Linked DNA regions of Mus musculus: region 2 is linked to region 1. The links are chromatin contacts, called in public HiChIP or PLAC-seq maps. All regions are on one chromosome and are shown on one strand. The core of a region is the stretch at or near the end of the contact, and the rest is flanking DNA. Distances in the headings are between cores, read along the strand shown. Region 1 holds the start of Acot2 (acyl-CoA thioesterase 2). Region 2 holds the start of Vsx2 (visual system homeobox 2).

Region 1 (5,606 bases), core at 889-3,388:
CTTCTTCTTCTTCTTCTTCTTCTTCTTCTTCTGGTTTTTCAAGACAGGGTTTCTCTGTGTAGCCCTGGCTGTCCTAGAACTCACTCTGTAGACCAGGCTGTCCTCAAACTCAGAAATCTGCCTGCCTCTGCCTCCCAAGTGCTGGGATTAGAGGTATTATTATTTTTAAAAGACAAGGGCTGTCTAAGTACTCCTGGCTGTCCTGGCGCTCGCTGTGGAGCCCAGGCTGACCTTGAACTTGCAGTGATTCTCCTGCCTCTGCTGGGACTACAGATATGAGCCAGTGTACCTGGCTTTTTATTGTAGTTTTAATACTTCATTTTAATCATATAGTCTGGCTGCCCAGCATGTCATAGTAAACATGGTTAGGGACCTTGGAGTGTTACAAGCACTGCTGCAACAACTCATTCCCGGGCACTGCCTTTAACAGGTAGTCTTAGACCAGAATGATAGTCTTTTTTTTTTTTTTCTTTTTTTTAACAGATTGCTGGGTGTGGAGGGGAGGTATTTGAGTGCATTTTCTAAATTCTCTTCTCAATATAGGACATCATTGCATGAGAGGCACTTAAAGAATTTAAAGGTCCTTATAGGCAGGGAATGGTGCCCTAAGGTGTAGAATCCAGCATTTCCAGTTGCCTAGCTGTGTGTGCCTTAGCAAATCAGGCTCTCTGGTTCTAATTGTTCACCAAATAGGGTTCTTATTAGGATTAAAAATAAGCTATTATTATTATTTACTTTTTTTGGTTCCTGGGACTGGATGCACAAAATAAGGTTGAAGAATCCATAGTAGCAATACAAAAACAGTTATTTCCAAGTTCCATGACCAGTGCGGTGCGAGGTCATTTGAAACTCGGTGAAAAGTTTTGCCTGGGCAAGATCTTCAAGGTAGATACCCTAGCCTGCTTTTTCTATAAGTGTGATAAAACTCCGACCAAAAACAGCTAGCGGAGGAAAAGGTGTATTTGGCATTCATTTCCTGAGGAAAGTCAAACAGCAACTCAAGCAGGGGGCGTGAACCACAGGGGAGCAATGACTTGTTTCCCTACACACACACACACACACACACACACACACACACCGTTTGTATGTCTCTGATCCCTAGAGTTGAACTTGCAGAATGCTGTGAGCTCCCTTATGGCTGAGGGAAATGAGTTCAAGTCCTTCGGAAGAACAGCCTGTACTTTTAACCTCTGAGCTAATTCTCCAGGCCCCATCCCCACCCCCAGCTTTCTAATAAAATCTAGCTGACCTGCCCAGCGTGGAACCTCCCGCAGTGGGCTAGGTCCTCCCACACAAACCATCAGTGACACATAGGCCAATATGATACAGGCATTGCCCCAAGTGAGGATCCCTGCCTATTCCAAGGTGTTTCTAGTTTGGGTCAAGTAAACAAAATCTAACACAGTTGTCTTCTTAGGAACAGAGACAAATACAACTTATATAGTCTCAGGTTTCTGTAATAATAAAGATGTGCAATAATCCTTGTAAGGTTTAAGGCCTTGGAAGAAAAAAAAATCACTGATTGGAAGCAATAGCTTATATAACACTTGGGAAATGTGTAAAATCCGGGATGAGTAGGAAAAAGTGTTTGCCTAGAGGGTCAAAAGACGAGCTCAATGTAAACTATGACATCATTTGACTATTTTTACACGAGTGTGGAATGTAGGTAAAGGGTCACACAGCCCATGAGACATTAAGGCCATTGGACATGGACATTAATGTGTAGACTAAGCACGCGCAAACAGCACACAAACAAAATATCATGATGCACGTTTTTGAAAGAACAGTCCTAAGATTAGTAACGAGTGTCTATTACTCTAGGACGTGATGAAACTCAATTGCAATCTCACATTCTTGACTCTGCAACCTTAGGAATTTGGCGACTGGAGGTTTCATTGGGTGAGAGGCTTTTAAGAGCGAGCCCTGGTCCAGCCCACTTTTCATGGGGTAAAGAGCACCTGAAAAACAGTGCTAGGTTCCGGATATAACGGAGTCTTAACGCACAGACGCCTTAGTCAAAGCGTCACTACTACTTTTGCTTTTGTTGCTTGCTTTGCTCTGTGATCCTCCCAGCTCAGCAAGCACACAGCTCAGTCTAAGGACTGCAGGCAGGCAGCTGGCCACTAGAGGATCTCTTAACTTTCTCTGCGGAACCGAGGGCTGAAGTCAACGACGCAAAATGGTGGCCTCGTCTTTCGCTGTCCTGAGAGCAAGCAGGTTGTGCCAACAGGATTGGAAGAGCTGGGCGCGGCTGTTTGTACCTCCGCCGCTCAGCACTGGTGGCCGGACCACTTGGGCGCGGACAAATGCGACGCTGAGCGTAGAGCCCGAGGGCCGCAGCTGCTGGGACGAGCCGCTGAGCATCGCCGTGCGCGGCCTGGCCCCCGAGCAGCCCGTCACGCTGCGCTCTGCCTTGCGCGACGAGAAGGGCGCGCTCTTCCGAGCCCACGCGCGCTACCGCGCCGACGCTGGCGGCGAGCTGAACCTGGCGCGCGCGCCCGCGCTGGGCGGCAGCTTCTCGGGGCTCGAGCCCATGGGGCTGCTCTGGGCCATGGAGCCCGAACGGCCTCTCTGGCGCCTGATCAAGCGCGACGTGCAGACGCCCTTCTTGGTGGAGCTGGAGGTGCTGGACGGACACGAGCCCGATGGCGGGCAGCGGCTGGCGCAGGCGGTGCACGAGCGTCACTTCTTGGCTCCCGGGGTGCGGCGCGTGCCCGTACGAGAGGGCCGGGTGCGCGCCACGCTCTTCCTGCCCCCAGGTGAGCAGCCCTCCACATTTCCCTTTGCTCAAAGTTCCCTGTGGGTGTTTGTTTGTTTGTTTGCTTTTGGTTTTTTTTGAGACAGGGTTTCTTGTATAGCCCTGGCTGTCCTGGAACTCACTCTAGACCAGGCTGGCCTCGAACTCAGAAGTGAAGAAAAGGGTAGCTCCAAATGATCTAGGACTTGGTGGGAAGGAGATAGGACTGGACTGGACTGGACTGGACCGGAAGAAGCCTGTTATAGTGATGCTGTTTGCCTGAAGCTGGTCCTTCAATTCCGCTGCTAAATTAAAAGGGCATCATAAGACAAGGGGAGAGGCTCCTAATAATAAAGTCCGCAGTGTTACACCCACATCCCCTAATGTTCTTTTAGAATGTCTTCTGTCTTTTCTTGTGGCAGTGTGGGAACTCAAACTTGGCAAGCACTCTTCTACGAAGTTTCCAATATTTTTAATTTTTCTTGGTTTTTAGCTGCATATGGAGGTTCCAGCAAAGGAGGCAGGAGAATCAACAGAACTCTCAGGCAGTGATGGGGGAAAGAACTCTCAGGAGAAGCCATTAGTATTCTGACATTGAGACAAGCTTCATACACTTGGGCTAGAGGGTGTGGCTCCGTTGGTAGAGTGCTTGCTTGGAGTAGTACTGGGTGCTATCCCCAGCACAGGGTAAACCTGGCAAGAAGGCACAGCACTGCAATCCCAGCACCCACAGGTCGAGGTGGGAGAACCAGAAGCTCTCGTTCATTGTTGGCTACAGAGCCTTACTGGGTTATACCGGTATATTAGATGGTCTTGCCTCAAAATAACAACAACAAAAATGGCTAAGTAAGCAAAATCAACAAAATATTTAAATGACAACTAAAAGTGGTTAAAGAGAGGTACACACACACCCATGGGCATGATGAAGAAGGAATTTTCAAGGGCCCCTTCTATCTTAGTATGCATCTGTTCGTGAGCAGGTGCTGGCCCAGTGTTTGCTCTGTTCTTGTTTAAATTGGTCATGTGGAAGACAAGCCTCTTTTTTCAAAGACTTACTTATTTTATTTATATAAGTCCACTGTAGCTGTCTTCAGATGCACCAGAAGAGGGCATCAGATCCCATCACATGGTTGTGAGCCACCATGTGGTTGCTGGGAACTGAACCCAGGGCCTCTGGAAAAAGAACAGTCAGTGCTCTTAACCGCTGAGCCATCTCTCTAGCCCTGACAAGCCTCTTTATACGAATGGGAAAAAAATGTTTAGGGCATGAATTCATGTAGAATGAACATGTAGCCTTTTCTAATCTATATGTACTCGCTTAGCAGAATGTATTTGCGATTCATGGGGTCTTCTAGGCATGGAGCCTGTGTTGAAGGTCTCTGGTTCCTTTACAGTCTGTGGAGATTGTGCGTGAAGTTGCTGCAAATGCTTACATAGTAGTTTGTGCAGGAACAAAAACTTTCCTTTCTTTTGGGTAAATAGGTGTGGGGTTACTGGGTCATATGGTAAGAGCAGGTTTGATTTTTTGTGAGCAAGGATGCCCTGCATTTTACCAGCCTCTGCGTCCTACCGCCTGCATGGTTTAGCGTTACACCAGCATCGTGGGATGGATCTGGTTGCTGCCCAGCTTCTGTGGCAGTTGGCACGATCAGTTTCGGTTCAGAGAGGAGAGTGGTATATGTGTGCGTGCGTGTATACGTGTGTGTGTGTGTGTGTGTGTGTGTGTGTGTGTGTGTTTGCCTGTTTCTGGAATCAAATCTAGTATTCCATGCATGCTAGACAGCACTCTACCCCAGCCCTTAGTGTATTTTTAATGTTAAGAGTAACATATTCTCTCTGTAAAAGTCTGTGGAATTTTGAGACTTAGATAGAGAGAGGACTGTGGGGCGAGAGGAAACTGTGGACTCAGCCCTGGCCGCTCTGGGTGCTTGAAGACCGGAGGGCTTTTAGTATCTTTATGATCAGTCTGAAACGTACTCATCCTGAATTAAGCATCCTGAATGCTTAGTTTGGTTTGGTTTGGTTTCTCCCCAGAACCTGGACCCTTTCCTGGGATCATAGACCTTTTTGGAGTTGGAGGTGGCCTTCTGGAGTATCGGGCGAGCCTGCTGGCTGGGAAGGGCTTTGCCGTGATGGCTCTGGCTTATTACAACTACGACGACCTCCCCAAGAGCATAGAAACCATGCACATGGAGTACTTTGAAGAAGCCGTGAACTACCTGCGCAGCCACCCCGAGGTGAGGTCCCCTCAAGTTTTACTGACCCCCATCAGATCTCCTCATCAACGCCTAAGTTCACAGAATGAGCCCTGTTGTGGCAGCCCCTCCCTGTCTGGGAGACAGTCTATACGAACTGCCTTCTGTGCTTACTCGCTAGACGTTTCTCTGTGATGCTGTAGTTCATGCTAGCTAACGTTCAGGATTCTGAGTTCTGGTATGTTGTAGTGTTTCATAAAGAATACCAGCATGCTTGAGAACCAAGGTTTGACACAAGAAATAAAGGGAAAGAAAAAGGTCGGGCTATCGCCATATCATATCAAATGATAAACTCATCAGCTCTCTGCTGCCCGTGTCCCTATGTCCCTGTGTCCACGTGCCCTTGTGGGAGCTGACATGGAAGCACAGGGTGAACTGTGTAAGAGGGACTTGAGAATCAACAGCAGGAGACCAGGGTGCTCTGAGCTTTCTAGGTTCAGCATAGCACAGGCTGGGCTGGCAACCCTCGCTCATTTTCTAATTTTATAATCAGACATTGATGTGGCTGGAAGCATTGATGCTCTTAGGGAAGTAGAGCCAGTGCAGGATGCAGCTAGAGAGAAGTCTGAGGTTTGATTTCATCAATTTTCAAAATGCTATTAATATTGTGCATT
Region 2 (5,606 bases), core at 1,631-4,130, 580 kb after region 1:
TGGTCACACTGAATGCAAAATCAGGGAGCAGCGACTGATGGACGTGTGTTGCTGCTTAGTGCCTTCCTCTTTATTTTATTTATGTTTTATGTATATTTATATACACATGTATTTGTGTGTATGTACACACACACACACACACACACACACACACACACACACACACACACACACATTCTATATGTATGTCAGCACCCAAGGGAGCCAGAAGAGGGCACTGGATCCTCTGGAACTGGAGTTACTGACAGTTGTCAGTCACCAGTGTGGATGCTGGCCATCACACTCAGGACCTCTGGAAAGAGCAATGTGTCCAGCCCAGCTTTCTTACTTATAGAATCAAGGATCTCAGCCAGGACATGGTATCACTCACAGTGAGAGTGTCTCTCCACCTCAACTCCTGCAATCAAGATAATTTTCCAGGGCTTGAAGAGATGGCTCTGGCAGTGAAGATTACTCGCTACTATTACAGAGTTTGGTTCCCAACACTCGCATCAGACAGCTCATAACTGCCCACGACTCCGGTTGAAGGGATCTGATGCAGGCTTCTGGCCTCCAGGGGCAGCTCTACTCCCATATGGCACACCCCTACACAGAGACACATGAATGAAATCAAACACATACATACAAATAAGAAATATTTTTAAAGGGTGACCCTCCATAGACACGCTGAGTGGCCTATCTCCCAGGTGATTCTAGATTCTGTTACATGGCAATTGTCATAACTATCACAGCAGGCTAGCACCAGCAAGGCCCAGAGACCTGCCTGCCTCGCACTGAGTTTACAGTTCTGCCTGCCACGCCCAGCTTCTTCCCTGGGTGCCAGGGATTGGACTCAGTTCCTGCTTGCACAGTGAGTGTTTACCCAACTGAGCCGTAGCCTCAGTTCCTGTTTTGATCTTGTTTTGTTTTCGAGAACAGGGTCTTAGGTAGTCCAGGCTGGCCTTGAACTCACTATGTACCTACAGATGGTCTTGAACTCTGCTTCTCCAGCCTCTGCCTCCCAGGCGCTCAGATTACAATGTGTGCTGCCAAACCCAGCTCAACAAAGCTTAAGTTCCTTCCTGGTGTCTCTTACCTGTCAATCTGTCCCTGTAGAGGCCACCGAGAATACCAGACACCATGGTAGCCAACCGAGGAGAGCTAGAAGGTTCCCCTTGCTTTGAAGGTTTGCAGCTGACAAGCCAAGATGCTCCAAATGAAATCTCCCGGCAGTCTCATTTCCCATTCTGCTCAAAGTGACTAGCCCTGTCCTCACCTTCTTCCTGAAGGGCAAAGAACCATCCATTAAAACTCATCTTTTCTGGTGATGGTGGCGCAGGCCTTTAATCCCAGCACTAAGGAGGCAGAGGTAGGTGGATCTCTGTGAGTTCAAGTCCAGACTGGCCTATAGACTGAGTTTCAGACAGCCAAAGCTACACAGAGACACCCTGCCTCAAAAACAACAAAAACAAAAACCCTAAACCAACCAACCAACAACAAAAACAAAAAACAAAACAAAAGCAATCCCCCTGCCTCATCATATGTTCTATATAGTGGATAGAGAAGCCCCCCAATTAATAAAGTGATCTCCAGTTCTGGGAGGGCAACAAGGAGCTAAACTGAAGGTCTAGAATGTGTATGGGACACATGTTCTCCTTGGCTCCTGACACTTAGACCACACTCCAGTCTGAGATATGAAGCAAGGATATTTGAAACACCAGTCCCCACGCCTCCAACTCCAGGTGACTCTCCCAGCCCGCCTGAGCAGGATGCTTCTCACCACACTTCAGCTGTCCCCACTGAGTGCCCTTCTGAAGCCTCTGGAGAAGCAGGCAGTCAAGGGCCCCCAGCAGCTGGGAAAAGCGGCTCCTTTTTAGTTACTCCCCGCTCCCTTCTTCTGCATGGGGCGATCACAGCTTCACACCCTGCCTCTCTGGTTTACTGCAGAACCTCAGGCTTTTGGCTCGAAGCTGCGAGGTACTTGATCCTTACTGACTGTTGGACAGAATAAATACAATCTTCGAGGGAAGCACTCCACGCTCATTCTCTGAGGACGTTTAGAAAGACAGCTGGATAGTCAAGTCGGCCCCCAAATGAAATCCCAGCCCTCGGGAGGACAGTACAGGAGAATGTTGAGTTTGAGAACAACCCAGACCATATAGAGGTCCTGTCTTAAACCACAAGGAAAAAAGAGGTGGCGTGGTGGGGGCGGGGTGGTGGTGGTGGAGTAAGGAGGACTGGATAAGGATAGGAGGGGAGGAAGGCCCCATATTTGTTGTCAACGAAAACCCTCTCTGTTTCTCTTTCCCACGAGGGCTCGATCCTAACCCTGATCCCTTTAACGTGGGCCAGTATTTATTGAACAGCTCTTCTGAAATGAACATAATGTCCCGTGCTGGGGAGATAACTCTACCCACACATCTCCCTCTGCACAGCTAAGCACCTTTCTGTATTCTCATGCCCAGCGCTCGGTCCAGGGCCCTCCAGCCTTCCTTGTCCCGTGTCTGAGTCTATTTGAGGCTGCTTAGTTAAGGGAGGGGGAGAGGTCTCCTAGCCTTTGCGTTCAGACCATCCCCACACCCCCAACCCTACCCCAGGGATCTGTCGCAGCTAACCTAGGCACTGGTCCCAGCCAGGTTATACAGCTCAAAACCGCTATCCACGGTATCTCCTGGAATAACCCCAAACCTGGCTGTTTCACCTCTGTCCCTGCAAGGGCACCCTGCAGAGCCCACCACACTTGGGCCTGCTGCGCCCTGGCCCCTCGATACCGGTGGCGGCGGGAGCTGCCAGCTTTTTGGAATTCCTAATCGCTCCTGGCCCTGGTGATTGGCTGTTCAGCTCTGACCCCACTTGGGCTGCCGCCTGGTTGGATAAAAAGGGAATCTCCTTGGGGCTCCAGAGCATTAGACACCGGAGGGGGCACCTGGGACCAACTTCACGAAGCGGGGAGCCCGGCGGGGGGGCTTGGGGGAGCAAAAGACCCGCGGCCTCAGCCCCTCCAAAGAACCGGGAGATGACGGGGAAAGCGGGGGAAGCGCTGAGCAAGCCCAAATCCGAGACAGTGGCCAAGAGTACCTCGGGGGGCGCCCCGGCCAGGTGCACAGGGTTCGGCATCCAGGAGATCCTAGGCTTGAACAAGGAGCCTCCCAGCTCCCACCCGCGGGCTGCCCTCGACGGCCTGGCCCCTGGGCATTTGTTAGCTGCGCGCTCCGTTCTCAGCCCGGCAGGAGTGGGCAGCATGGGGCTGCTGGGGCCCGGGGGACTTCCCGGCTTCTACACACAGCCCACCTTCTTGGAAGTGCTGTCCGATCCGCAGAGCGTCCACTTGCAGCCACTAGGCAGAGCGTCGGGGCCGCTGGACACCAGCCAGACGGCCAGCTCCGGTAGGTGAGGGGCGAGGCTGCTCGCCTGCTACACTGCTTGGGAAAGTCACAGTCGGGAGCTGTAGGATCTCGCCTGAGAGCCCCCGACCTCCCCCGGGAGGAAAAGTTCCTGCAGGACAAGGGGTCTCATGCTAGGCCTAAAGTCAACGGGTCCCCGACTAGCGACCCAAACTCCAAGGGTTTTCAGATTCATCTTGTCCGACCCCTGCTCAGTTCTTGGGACCTAGTGTCAGTCCATGCTCTATCGAATATCTGGGTTGGGGCCCCAGTGGATGTTGGCTCCGGGTAGCTGAATCCTTGGCGCATCCTTTTCCTTGGGCCCTAGCTTCACTGCTCCACCGAGGTTCGGGCCTTGGGCAGGACCTGCGCTTCTGAAGCCCGATGCTGTTCCTACTTGTCCCTGTGTCCAAAGTTGCCCCCCTCCCGGTTCCTCCCAGTTTCTGTATTGCTGTACCAAACCCCTACCTATATTGCTTAGCTAAGGTTCGATTTCCTCCCGCTACGAACTGGGAAAATCAAGCCACCATGGTACCCAGAGGGCAGCCATCAGATCTAACCTAAGCGGCACCGGTGTACCGGATCCCGATTTTTATCTGGCTCGAGGACCCTGGATGAGCCTCCTTTCGCCCCGTCAGGGCCACTTCCCTGGCGGTGTGCTCTAGCTCGCCGGTTCTCAGTATTTCCCCAGATTTTTCCTGCCATGATAATGTATTAAATGAAGCAGGACAATGAAAAGTGGTTCATCGCAGGCTCTCTGAACTCGAACAGAAAAACATTTTTGTGGGTGCCCCAAAAGAGACAGCGAACCCGCAGTCTCCAGTCCTTTCCGGAACCCCAGCTCCCGTGCAACAGCCCTGTAATCCTTGGGTCAACTTTTGGATCTGGGAGTTGGAGCTGTTGGCGGAGGGGAAGATCTCGAAGCTTGGAGCACCGCCGGGGGTACCAGCAACGCCGTGCCTGCCTCATTCTCACACGTCCCTGCGTGCAGGCGCACCCCGGCCTTGGCCTCTCTTGCAACGAAATTTATCCAAAATCTGTGGTTTCAAGAGCCGACCTGGAGAAGGTCAGCCTGGGCGTAGGGATGGGGATGGTGACCGGGACCCAGGAGGGCTTCAGTGGAGACCACAGGCCCGCGCGGCTCACAGAGGCTGCAGAAGGTGGGGTCCTCATCGGGTTTTTTTTTTTTTTTTCTTCTTCTTCTTCTTCCCCCGGCGCTGCGGAGCGCACTCCCCATTCCGCTCCCTGCTCGCTTTTCAGATTCCGAAGATGTTTCCTCCAGTGACCGAAAAATGTCCAAATCGGCTTTAAACCAGACCAAGAAGCGTAAGAAGCGGCGACACAGGTAAGGGCCGCACAGTCCTTTCCTGCTCCCATCCCCAGCCATCTCGTCCCGGGCCGGGTGACCCAGATGTCGTTTTCTGCCGATCCCAGATGTGAGGGCCCCGGCTGCACCAGGGCAAAGACACCTGCGTTGTATGCAGGAGTCTGTCCCGGGGCCCTGGCATCCGGTGAGGGTGACTGAGTGTCAGCAAGAGCTGCCGCACCATTTCAGCTTTCTCCTTGTGCTGGAGTCAGGAAAGGCCAGGCTGGGGCCAGATCTGAGCTGGAGAGGCGTCGGCGACCCTAGATCTCTGTACCGACCAAGTTACTCAGAACCTGTAGAAAGCAGATAGGCTCCCAGCTCTGGCCGGAGTCAGATCCATGCCCCTAACCGTGGGAGCCCGGTCCTCTTACACTCCCCGAGGCTTGTCATTTCTCCAGGATTGTGTTCGGATCGTTTTCCCCCAAACTTCAGTGACAGCTGCAGGGCTGGACCTTTGCTTTCGGCCTCTGCTCGGCTGTGTTCCTGAGCCGGTCGCTATCCTCCCGTAAGCCTCAGTTTTCTAGTCTGAAAGACGGGGATGACAGTGGACTGTCTCGATTCACCAGCGGAGACCTCAGTGGGGTGAACTACTTTGGTGTACAGGCTGAGGAGCGTTGGCCAGCATCAGGGGATCCATGCATTCTTCTGGCCTCCTGGGGCACCACGTGCATATGCTAATAAGCAGATACATGCACACATATTTTTAATGTGAAAAAAAATCTTTAAATAGACGTTGCTTATCCAAAGTTAAGATTCAGTGGGTTTGTCCTAAGAACTCTGCTCTCTTCGTCCCTTGCTCCCACCAGGGAGTAGAGGACGCTGGTTCAGACCTTCATTCACGTCAGCGTCAACACTAAGCCGTTCCTAGTGGAAATCTT

What was found. HiChIP or PLAC-seq counts read pairs in DNA pulled down with a chosen protein or histone mark.
Region 2: a contact with region 1 is called in an H3K4me3 HiChIP or PLAC-seq map of bone marrow-derived macrophages, with 4 times the contacts expected there. The contact joins the promoter of Vsx2 here to the promoter of Acot2 in region 1. A contact is called at or near these places in 2 of 115 datasets of contacts at active chromatin or transcription factors (bone marrow-derived macrophages and large pre-B cells).

The regions. Positions count from the first base shown.
Region 1 is chr12:83,985,723-83,991,328 of GRCm38.p6, forward strand. It overlaps Acot2 (acyl-CoA thioesterase 2), which reads left to right and starts at 2,139. Exons shown (of 3, transcript NM_134188.3): 1 at 2,139-2,759; 2 at 4,772-4,974. The coding sequence starts at 2,180.
Region 2 is chr12:84,566,948-84,572,553 of GRCm38.p6, forward strand. Vsx2 (visual system homeobox 2) reads left to right here and starts at 2,881. Exons shown (of 5, transcript NM_007701.3): 1 at 2,881-3,365; 2 at 4,623-4,707. The coding sequence starts at 2,996.